2 separate regions of the Mus musculus genome follow, and region 1 is linked to region 2. Evidence: chromatin contacts called from public HiChIP or PLAC-seq data. All regions are on one chromosome and are shown on one strand. Each heading gives the region's core, a stretch centred on a gene start, on an enhancer-like site or on the middle of the called end of the contact. The rest is flanking DNA. Distances are from core to core; before and after follow the strand shown.

The links. HiChIP or PLAC-seq counts read pairs in DNA pulled down with a chosen protein or histone mark.
Region 1: a contact with region 2 is called in a BATF HiChIP or PLAC-seq map of CD8 T cells, with 7 read pairs. The contact joins two enhancer-like sites. A contact is called at or near these places in 1 of 39 promoter capture datasets (embryonic stem cells), 2 of 484 Hi-C or Micro-C datasets (embryonic stem cells and stem cell-derived primordial germ cell-like cells), 3 of 115 datasets of contacts at active chromatin or transcription factors (CD8 T cells, embryonic stem cells and pancreatic cancer cells) and 2 of 9 other capture datasets (adipose tissue and pancreatic islet).

The regions. Positions count from the first base shown.
Region 1 is chr14:65,487,293-65,492,639 of GRCm38.p6, forward strand. No RefSeq gene overlaps it. Among named protein-coding and RNA genes, the nearest start is that of 9530047P18Rik, 24 kb to the left of the region's middle. Within about 2 kb of position 3,104, at least 6 of the 459 cell types and tissues checked have an H3K27ac peak or open chromatin away from gene starts, as enhancers often do. A contact at or near this core is called in CD8 T cells, where this site is marked.
Region 2 is chr14:65,342,137-65,347,825 of GRCm38.p6, forward strand. No RefSeq gene overlaps it. Among named protein-coding and RNA genes, the nearest start is that of Zfp395, 14 kb to the right of the region's middle. Within about 2 kb of position 1,290, at least 394 of the 459 cell types and tissues checked have an H3K27ac peak or open chromatin away from gene starts, as enhancers often do. A contact at or near this core is called in CD8 T cells, where this site is marked.

The sequences.
Region 1 (5,347 bases), core at 1,854-4,353, 150 kb after region 2:
ACGCACACACACACACACACACACACACACACACACACACACACACACACACATATATATTCACCTATTTTGTGTGTGTGTGTGTGTGTGTGTGTATGTTTGTGTTCATGTGTGTATGTGTGTGGGGCACATGTGTATCACCTGGTACATGATGAGCTTAGAGGACAACTTTCAGAAGTCTGTCTTCTTCCACCGTGTGATATTGAATGGCATTCAGGTTGTCAAACCTAAACACACTGAGCTGTCTCATGAGCTCTATAAATACACTCTAGGTAGCCCCTTTGGAGCCAAACTGGTCCTCACTAATCTATCTTCCATAATAATCTATCTTCCACTTCCATAGTTTTATCATTTTAAGAACATTGTATAAATGGGCCATGGGTCATGAAACACTTTGAGTTATTTTTTTCACACAACATAATTCTCTAATAACGGTCATCCACAGTTACCAACCTTGCTATTTCCATTGCTGAGTAGAACTACTCTGTTTGGATGTACCACAGCGTGTCTAACCATTTACCTGCTGAAAGATATCCGAGATGTTTAAAGGCTTGTGCCATTACAAACAAAGCAGTTATAAAGACGCCTATGCCGAGTTTTGCAGCAGCATAGGCTTTAATTTCCCTTAGATAACTGCTCAGGAGTGAAGCTGCTGGGCTGTATGGCGATTGAGTGTTTAGTGCTTTTTAATGTTTTAAAATTTTATGTGCATTGGTGTTTTGCCTGTATGTTTGTGTGAGGGTGTCAGATCTTGGGGTTACAGACAGTTGTGAGCTGTCACATGCACGCTGGGAGTTGAACTTGGGTCCTCTGGAAAAGCAGTCAGTGATCCCAAGTATTTAGTGCTTTAAAAAACTGCCAAATCGCCTTCTAGAGTAGCTGTGTTGGTCTCTACTCACAACAGCAATGTCCCCGTGACCCAGCTTCTGTGCACTGCTGCCAGCACGTGGTGTGCTGGTTTGGTTTTATGGCTGAGATAAACACCTGAGAGAAATGGTGTATTTGGGTTCCTGGTTTCAGTCCAAGGTCGTCTGGGTCCAATGTTGTGGGTCTGAATTGGAATGATCATGGCAATGGAAGCATGTGGTGGGCTCATCTCATGGCAACTAGGAAGTTTGACAAAGACGGGTGGAGTCAGGGGAGGGAACAGGGGATGGGAGAGACACCTATAACTTCCCAAAATGGCACCACTAGATGGGGACCAAACCTTCAACACACAAAATTGTGGGGGACATTTTGTGCTCAAATCATCAAACTTACTGTAACTATTTTAAAGAAGATATTTGTTTTATGTGTATAGTTTTGCCTGCATGCAAGTCAGTGCACCATATGCCTGCAGTGCCTGCAGAGGTCAGAAGAGGCTGTCAGATCCCCTTGATCTGCAGTTACAGACAGTTGTGAGTTATAATGTGGGTGCTGGGAGCCAAAGCCCGGTATCAAGTTCATCCACTGAGCCATCTCTCCAGGCCTATAATATTAAAAAATTTTAGTCATTTTAATAAGTGTGCAATGATAATCTCATTGTGATTTTATTTAGCATTTTCCTAGTAGCTTATAATGTTGATTATCTTTTCAATTTCTATATATGGCAAATTATATAAATATGTACACATGCATAAAGTATATGCACATACATATGGCAAATGCATATATATGACATATATAGATATGTGCATATATGCATAAAATGTATGTATATAAATATGAACATTAATGTATACAAACACACACATAAACATGTATATATGGCATAAATATGTATATGTGTGCATGTATGTGCATATGTATTATATATGTATATATAGTATCTTTTTCCTATGAATTATTGGATCATTTGGGTTATCATCTACTTTGGAGTTTGCCATTACTTGTATGTTTTAAATTAGTCCTTTGACAGTTTTTTGCTTACAGACATTTTTTTCCACCATCTGTTTATCCTTTCTGTTGAGTCTTTGGCAATGGAAATGTTTTTAACTTCAGTCACATACAACTTAAAATTTTTTCTTTGGTGAGTTCCAGTATCATCCAAGACCTCATTGTCTGGAGCCTGAACATTCTCCTAGGTTTTTGAAGAGTTTTATACTTTCTGCCACACACTGAAATTTGTGATCCATTGGGGATTTTATATTTCTGTATTGTAAGCTATGGGGCCGAGGCCAGGGCTCAGCTTTTAAACCCGTGGATATCAATAGCTATGGCCCCATAAGCTGAAGAAGATGCGGTCCACATCCATCAGATTCCACGCACAGTTTTGTTGAAAACCAACTGTGCATATTCATATGAATTTGCTTCTGGTTTCTGGTAGGCTGGTTGATTTTGAGTTTTGAGACAGACTCCATAAGCCAGGTCGGCTTCACTTATACAGCCGTTGTCTTGCTTTAGCCCCGCCCCTAATGCTGCCATGAGATCCACTGGGCGGGGATGGTTTCTAAGTTGGTTATGCTGTGTGTCCATTCATTTATGTGTCTACCCCTTTACCCAGTACTGCACAGTACTGATTGGTAACTACAGAATGGTCTCATCCCTTCCCAGTTTACTCTTTCTGAAATGGCTTCACCCAGTGTGGTTCTTTTGCTTTTCCATGTGGATTTTATAATGCTATTGGTGTCTCTGAGATGGCTTTCTGGAATTTGTTGTGGCAACTCCATCAGTTTGGGGAGAACTGACATTTTATTGCTGTCCTTGGTGTAAGAACATGGTCTGCATCTCGTTCTGCTGGCATCATCTTTTCTCTTCTCGGCATTCAGAACACTTTAGCGCACCCTTTAATATATTTTATTGGAATATGTATATCCTTTCATTTTTTAAAGATTTATTTTTATGTCTCTTGCTGTGTGTTTGTGAGTTTGTGCGTGTGCATGCGTGTGTGTGCATATGTGTGTGTATCTGCACGAGCCTACGCCACATACCTACTGGGAGGTAGACTCGAGAACTCTGCAAGAGCAGGAAGCACTCTTGACCACTGAGCCATCACCCCAGCCCAGCACTTCACTTCCGAGTGACTGTAAACAGTGCTGCATCTTTAATCTTAAGGTGTGCATTGCCACTGTTATGTTTATAGTGTGACCTATGACCTGACCAAACTCACTGATTGCTTCTCTGTTTCTTTCCTTAGACATATCTTTTGTGGTCTACACTGGAGAAGTCATACCGTCTGATCTCTCCTCTACCTTTCTGATCTGTGTGACTCATTTCCTTTTCTGACCTCCGATGTGTTGGCAAGAGTTTCTAGAACTGTTCTGAATAAGAATGGAGAGAGTAGGCACCGTGGCCCTTGCTGGGATCCTGTGGTAGTTAACATTGACCATTAAGTTTAAAGGAACGCTTTTATCCCTGAGGAAGATGTTTACTGGGTGGGGGTCTCTTCTGTAGATCTTCATGTAATTAAGGAAACTCTCCCATCCCTATTTTTCTGATTACTTCCAAAGTTGGGAATAGGTCCTGCACTTTGCCAAATGCCCTTTCTAAATGGACTTGACCTCGTAGATTTTCTTCGTCAGTTTGTTAATTAAGATCACTTATATTGACTTAGTTTTAATACTGAGCCAGGCTCACGGCAGCCCTGAAATAAACCACAATGTCACCGTGTCAAATTTTCTTTTATATTGATAAATTCTATTTCTTCTTCTCTTTCTTCTTTTTTTTCTTTTCCTTCCTTCTTTTATCTTTTTTTTGGGGGGAGGTGGGGATGGGGAAGGGAGCAGGATTCTGCTAGGTAGTCCAGGCTAGCCTTGAGCTATGTAGCCTCTGCTAATCTCCCACTTGTCTTTGTCTTCCAAGTCCTGGAATTATATCATACCAAGCTCCATTTGTGAATACTTTGGTAGAAGTTTTTGAACCTACAATTGAACTATATGGATACTGGTTTGTCATTTTCCTCTTTTGTACTATCTTAATTAGAAATGACAACTTTAAAAAGAACGTAAGAAAATAAAATTTCTATTTATTGGAAGGATTTGTAGAAAATTGGTAAATTTATAAAACACGTTTTAGACATTTTTTTTTCTCCACCAAACATTTGGGTTTGGAGACTTCTTTGTTAGGCATTAGACTATGGATTAAGTTTCCATTAGTGGTTCTAGAGTTATTCAAAGACCTGCTTCACATGGGACCAATTATGGTAATCTTCTATTATCTCCTAATAAATACCACCTTGTGGACCAAACCTTCAATTCCAGTGGACCTTTGTGGGATGCTCAAATTAGGTAATGAAATGATGTCCAACCACAATACTCCCCATCTCCTGACTTACTTCTCCTCTCCCAAGGAAGGCGATCTTTCTATTTCTGTGTCCTTGTGACTTTGGGGAAGGGTGCAGTCCTCTAGGAGGCAGACACGTTTGGGTTCTAATCTAGGCTTTATGTTTTATTGTGACTTCAAGTCATGTACCTCTTAGAAAACCATGTGACCCATCCATAAACGGAGAGAGTAACACTTGACCCTCAGGATGGTTTATGGGGTGAATAACACAGCTATATGCTTCTACTTACTCATGTTTCAGCTTTTGCAGGATGTAATTTGCCCATCACTTGGGAGATTTCTCTAAGGCTTTTAACATCCATTCCTCATTCATTTCCGTACTTCCACCTCTACTTGTCCCCCAAACACCCAGGAGATAAGATGCTCTGCAGCCCCCGAGAAGAGCCTGAGCATCCACAGATAAGGCTGAGACTTCCTGCATGCTCCCAGAGGAGACAGAGGACAACAGGCTCCACACGCAATGCGACTGTCAGAACGCTATATTGTGAAACAAACTCTCTCCCTCCTAGGGAGAGGGCAATGTCTCCTTGACTCTCTAAGAACTCCCTTCCTATTCTGAGCCCCATCTCCCAGGATATCAACACTTTCACAGCAGAGCAGGAATTGAGAAAAGGTCTGATTTGCCCAGCCCGGTGAGAACTAGGTGCAATGTCATGGGATAAGAAATAGTTTCCATTTTATTTTTATTGTCACAGTGCTAGTAAGATCAATTCTTTGAATCCAAGACTGTTTGTGGGGTTTAAAGCTGTTTGATCTTGAGCAGAACTCTGGTTGAAACAGGCTTCAGATGTAAAAATCCATGCACTCCCATCCTCCAGGGTGATTCACACTCATGGGTGGATCAATACTCCCTCGTGTCAGCCAGGAGCAATGTTTATGTGGGAGACATGGCCCCTCTTTATTCTTGGGGCCTGCTGGTCCCACTGTGTCTGTCCTTGGCCAGGTGAGGCAGATGAGGCTATGTACTCTATAAATAAGCATCCTTTTTTAAAAATTTCATTTCTTATTAGATATTTTCTTTATTTACATTTCAAATGTTATCCCCTTTCCTAGTTTCCCCTCTGAAAACTCCTCTATCCCTTCCCAC
Region 2 (5,689 bases), core at 40-2,539:
TGTTCTATGTGTACGTGTGAGAGACTGCATGGGTGTATGGGTACAGAGAAATTCTGCCTCATAAAATAAAAAAAGAAGGAAAGAAGGAAGGAAGGAAGGAAGGAAGGGAGGAAGGGAGGAAGGGAGGAAGGGAGGAAGGGAGGAAGGGAGGGAGGGAAGAAGGAAGGGAGATAAAGTTATGGGCCCAGAGGGTAATGTATATAAGTTTTCATTTAACACACATTGAAACATTTGTTAACCACCAGTACCCACAGGATGGAGTTGAGGCTAATAGAGAGACCTGATAAAGGAGAGAGAGCAAAAAGGCTCCATCTGAAGAAACTTGAGCACACTATCACTTGTGTAATTTATGGAATGAGGGGTCAGAATAAAAGACCAGGGTCTTGTAGTGTCTCCCTGTCCTGTCTGGGTCTATGGCCAGCTTCTTTCTCAGACTCCCATCTTCGTCCTGTTCCAGACCCCACCATCCACACCTCTTTCCTTGGCACCACAGATCGTTCACTGCACATTCCTTCCACTTAGAAACGTGTTCGGTGCTGGATCAGGTAGTTCAAGTCTGTAAGCTCAGCTGTTTGGGAAAGAGAGTCACAAGTTCTCAAACTAATCTGTACAAAGAAGAATGGGGGTGTAGCTCAGTGGTGGACGGCTACAATAACAGGAACAAGGTCTGGGTTGAATCCCACAAGATTTCAAGGGTTACTAGCCATAAGATGCATTTGCCTTAGCCTGTAAAGAGATCCCCTGTTTGTTCCTCCATCCTTCCCCCCAAAAAACCTTGACTTCAGGCCCCTAAAGCCTTGTCAGGCTGCTGCAGGTACTAGCAGGGAGCACGTTAAAAAGACAACAGTGTGTGACCAGTCCTGAGTGATTTTTTTTTTTTTTTATTAGCTTGGATGCCAATCCCTATTCTGAACACCTTATCTACTGGTGTTACTCTGTGCATCATCTCTGTTAGGTAGTTACTGTCGCTCCTCCTCCGGGTTATAAGTTATCTCTGGAATCCAGCAAAGATTTGCCTAAGATAACAAGTAGGTGAAGAAAGGGGCTGCGGAATTCTGGCCTGAACAATCCTTCCTCTTGTCACAGGCACAAGAAAGTACTGCTGGGAAGGCCTCCCACCTCTCTTTGCCAGCTATGCCTAGCTCCATTATAGCAGTTGTGCTGTCCCCGGATGAGGCGGGGGCTGAGACTGGGCTGCAGGTTTGGAGTGGTCAGTCATTTGACACTGACCAGTAAGAGACCAGACAGAAGCAACAGGAGGTGGAGTCTGACAGTGGATCTCTTCAGTCCTGAACCTCAAGTTCGCTCACCTTCTAGGAAAGGGCGACCAGCGCCACCCTGACCGCGCAGGGGTGCGCGTTTACGCCGCCGGAATGTATACGTTTAAGGACCGAAAGGCCGATTCTGGGGCTCAGGCAGCGACTTTAAGAGGTTCAGCCGAGCAGAGGCTATAGGGAAGATGGAGCAAAGCGCGTTGCGCCTGCAGAAACAGAAGCGGCATACACGCCGCCACGAAGCCCAGCCCGGCTCGCGGGCTGGAGCAGAGCCAGGCCGCGCAGGCCTCGGGGCGGGGCGGGACGGGATCTGGCCACGCCCCCAGCTTATTTTTCTCTCCGGCCCATAGCGCGAGTCACGTGGGCGGGGCCGCGTGGGCGGGGCGGTCCCTTGGGAGGAGGCTGGCTGAAGGCTCCGGGCCTCTAGCGCTCCGGGACCCGGCGAGAGAAGGAACGGAGGGGTGGGAGTGGAAGAAGGCATGCGGGCGGGGCCTGTCGTGGGGGCGGGGCCTGTTGCTAGGGCTGGCGCAGGAAACTGGGCTCAGGGGCCCGGCTTACTGGCTGCGGGCTCCGGCTGCTTGTTTACTCCTGGCGGGGGAGCAGTAACCCGGTGTTGGCGGAGGGGGGTGGGAGAGCAAGCGCGAAAACGTGGCCCGGAGTTCCAAGCTGAGGGAGCGGAACGGGCTGGGGGCCGGGGCTGCGGTGGGCCTGGATAGGAGCTGGATGATCCGGCGCAGCGCAGTCTTCAAACAAGTTCCTAGTGGCTGCACAGCTCCTCCTGGCCTTTGCGCCTTCCACCCTGCACACACAGTACTGTGGTTGGTGAAGGGTTGCATGCACATCGTTTTTTTAGGCCCTGAATTTCTTGGATCCTTTAGGATAGGACTATGGAGCGGTGTTTCTAGTGTTGCTGCTCGAAGAGGTGGACGCCTGCTGCGTGCTTGTTCCTGAGTGGGTCTCTGCCACTTTTTTTTTTTTTTCCAGGAACTGATTCATTTGCTGGTCCTCACGTAGTTCACATGCTTGCATCTGGCCACAATACACACAAATAAGCCCTTTGGGGGTTGTTCTAGGCAATTCAATAGCTTGTGCTTGGTTTTTCTAACTAGGATGAGCCAGAGGGCTGCTCACACAACCTAATGTGCTCCACAAATGAACTCGCAAAAATTAGCGAACACCGGGCAATACCTTCCTCAAATGAGTTTCCATTCATCTGAAAAATACAAAGCACGGAGAAACTGTAGCTGTACGTGGTATTTGCTACTGTATCCATTACCACTACCTAACCGGTTTATATCTGAGGACTTGAAGCACACCACATAAAGACTCTAGTCAGTCAGAAGTCACAAACATAGAGAAGGAAGGGAACAGGAGGCTTTTGAATTACCCCACCCCCCAAAGCGCTGACCCTATTGTGTGAGGACGTGTGATTTTCTGTCATTAGTGTCTCTAATTTGGAACATCAGTCCTCTATTCCCTGGTGTTAGTTATTAAAGATGTATTATTATCTTAGATTGTGTGTGTGCTTGCATGTGGGTATATGTGAGTGAGTGCAGGTTCCCAAATGACCAGAGGTGCTGCATCTCCCGAAGCTGGAGTTCCAGGCTGTGGTGCACTGCCCAGTGTGGGGAACTGACCTCCAGTCCTCTGGAACAGCAGCAGCCCTCTTAACTCCTCTGCCAGCTCTCCCTGTGGTTTCATTTGGCTTCACCATCCTAGAATCCTACCCTTTCTGGGATCAGTGGTCTAGTGGGTGGGGCTTTTTATCACCGCAGTCAATTACAAGTCGTCTCCCCCAACCCCCATGACAAACAAGGAGGTAGTTGGGAGAGAAAAGGCTGTTTTCTGCTAGAGTTGCTAAGTTGAAATGTCAGAGTTGTGAGTTGCCAACAAACTGTGTTCCCTAATATATGAAGGAAGTCCTTTCAGGGGAAGGGAGGCTCTTTTGAGGTAGGAAAAATAAATGAAACTACTAAGATAAACGGACATGAGAAATTTAGAGACTAAATCATTACAAATAGGTTTAAACTTGGGCTCTCCAGAGCTGGGAATGGGTCTAGTTCCATATTAGAGCTCTTGACCAGTGTGCAATATGGCCTGAAGTGTTTCTAGATTTCTCAGTTAAGCAGACAAGTCTGCTCTTTTTTTTGCTTAAGCTAGCATAAACCGAGTTCCTCTTACTTATCTCTAAAAAGAAGTCTGACTAATAAGTTTGGCACGGAGTTTATTTTTCCCTCCTAGAATAATGGAAGTTGGGTGCTGGCCACAACTATCACTTCTTAAGTGTTCTACTTCCCGTAATGAGTCATGCCAAGTGTGTGTGTCCCATGGATGTGGGTTAGACAGCAAGCCCAATTCTTCAGGAAGTATCACTGCAATTGCAAACAGGACACACTTCAACCAGCACAAAAGGAGGGTTAGACAGATAACACTTAACCTCGGGAGACTGTAATTGTCTGAATCGTGAATAAAATATAGACGGAGATTTTAGCTTTTATAAAATGTATGCATTTTTAAAGGATCTTGCTAAATAGATCAGGCTGACCTGGAATGAATGATCTTCTGCCTCAGTCTCCACAGCTTGCTAAGACTGCTAAGACCAAGCTTATTTATGTATTATATTTATCTTATTTTGCTGGCACAGCCTCTCATGAATCTCAGGTTGACCTTGAACTGGATTCAGGGCCAAGGGTGATGGCCAGCTTCCACCTCCCGAGAACTCCACAGGTGAGCACTGTCATACCTGGAGATCACCCAGGGCTTCATGGATGCTAGGCAAGCACTCCAGAGCTGTCTTCTCTTGTTTGTGAGAGAGTACTCTTGGTTCTTAGTGATATGAAAGGAGAGAGAGAGAGAGAGAGAGGAAGGGTAGGAGGGAGAGAAGGAAGGAAGTTTGATAACAATTATTAGTTGGTTCTAGCTGAAAGATACACGGGGACAGAAACATTCATAGTCACTAAATCTTAGACACCAAGGGTCCCTGGTGTGTCACTCTCTTTCCTGAATAGTTTCAGTGATGGAGACCTGAGTGGATCACCAGGGACAAGGGTGTAGGTGATCCAGAAAGAGCATAGATCTATGTCGTCATCCAGAAAAAGCATGGGTGGACAGTCTTTTTGCATTTTGGTCAGCAACGGACATTCTGAGGGGGAGAGTGGGTTGTGTGTCCTCCTTGAAAACACATCCAGGATATCGGCACAGACATTTTGAAAGGAAAGGAAAGCTGAAACGGGGTGGCTAGCGATTACTAGCACTTGTGGCTCCTACAAAACACAGGGGTTCTGTTTCCAGTCCCTAGATGTTGGTTCATAGCTTCGGATCCAGAGGATCTGACACATGTGGTACACAGACACACAGACAGGCAAAATGGTTATATGCATAAAATAAAATAAAGAAATATAAAATTAGTGAATCCATTTAAACACTTGAGATAGCTAGAATCCTAGGCCCTGTCTACTCCTTGACTCCTGTGGGGGAGGAGCCTCTCTACCTGGTGAGCGCAGGCTGCTAGGTTCTCTGCAGAGCTGGTCTACAGCACTCCCATTGTCCCTGGAGAAGAGAGAGAAACAAGAAAAGCAAGGCTGAAGACAGCAGGAAAAAAGGGGGGAGAGAGAAGCAGAGAGAAACTGCAGATGTGGGAGTTTAATTCTGAGGAGAGGAATTTGGAAAGACAAGTTTTGGAAACGTTGTTGTGTGTTGTGCAATACTCCTTGACTTCTTCCCTTCAAAGAGTCAACAGAGAGGCTGGCGATGCGGCGGCTCACATGGTGGAGTGCCTGCCTGATAGGCACTGAGCTCCTGGGTCTAGCTCTGGAACTGCAGAAGCCAGGGCTGCTGGTGCATGCCTGTAATCCCAGCATTCTGGGAAGTGAAGGCAGGAGGAACAGAAGTTCCGGGACATCATCCTTGGTTACATAGAGAACTGAAGGGCAACCATGACAATACATGACAAAGCAGGTAGGCATGAGGAAGGGTGGCAAGATGGATCACCAAACAGAAAGCATGAAAACCTGAGGACAATCCCAGGACCCCATGGTGGAAGGAGAGAACTGATTTGTGAGAGGAGTCCTCTCACCTGCACATTCATGTGGTGCCACGTGTGTGTATGCCTCACACACACACACACACACACACACACACACACAGAGAGAGAGAGAGAGAGAGAGAGAGAGTCTAATAAATAAAAGAAATTTAAAAAGAGAATGCAATAACAGTACACACAATCTTTTAAAGAAAGCCTCACCCAGGCGGTGGTGGCGCATGCCTTTAATCCCAGCACTTGGGAAGCAGAGACAGGCAGATTTCTGAGTTCGAGGCCAGCCTGGTCTACAGAGTGAGTTCCAGGACAGCCAGGGCTACACAGAGAAACCCTGTCTCTAAAGAAAGAAAGAAAGAAAGAAAGAAAGAAAGAAAGA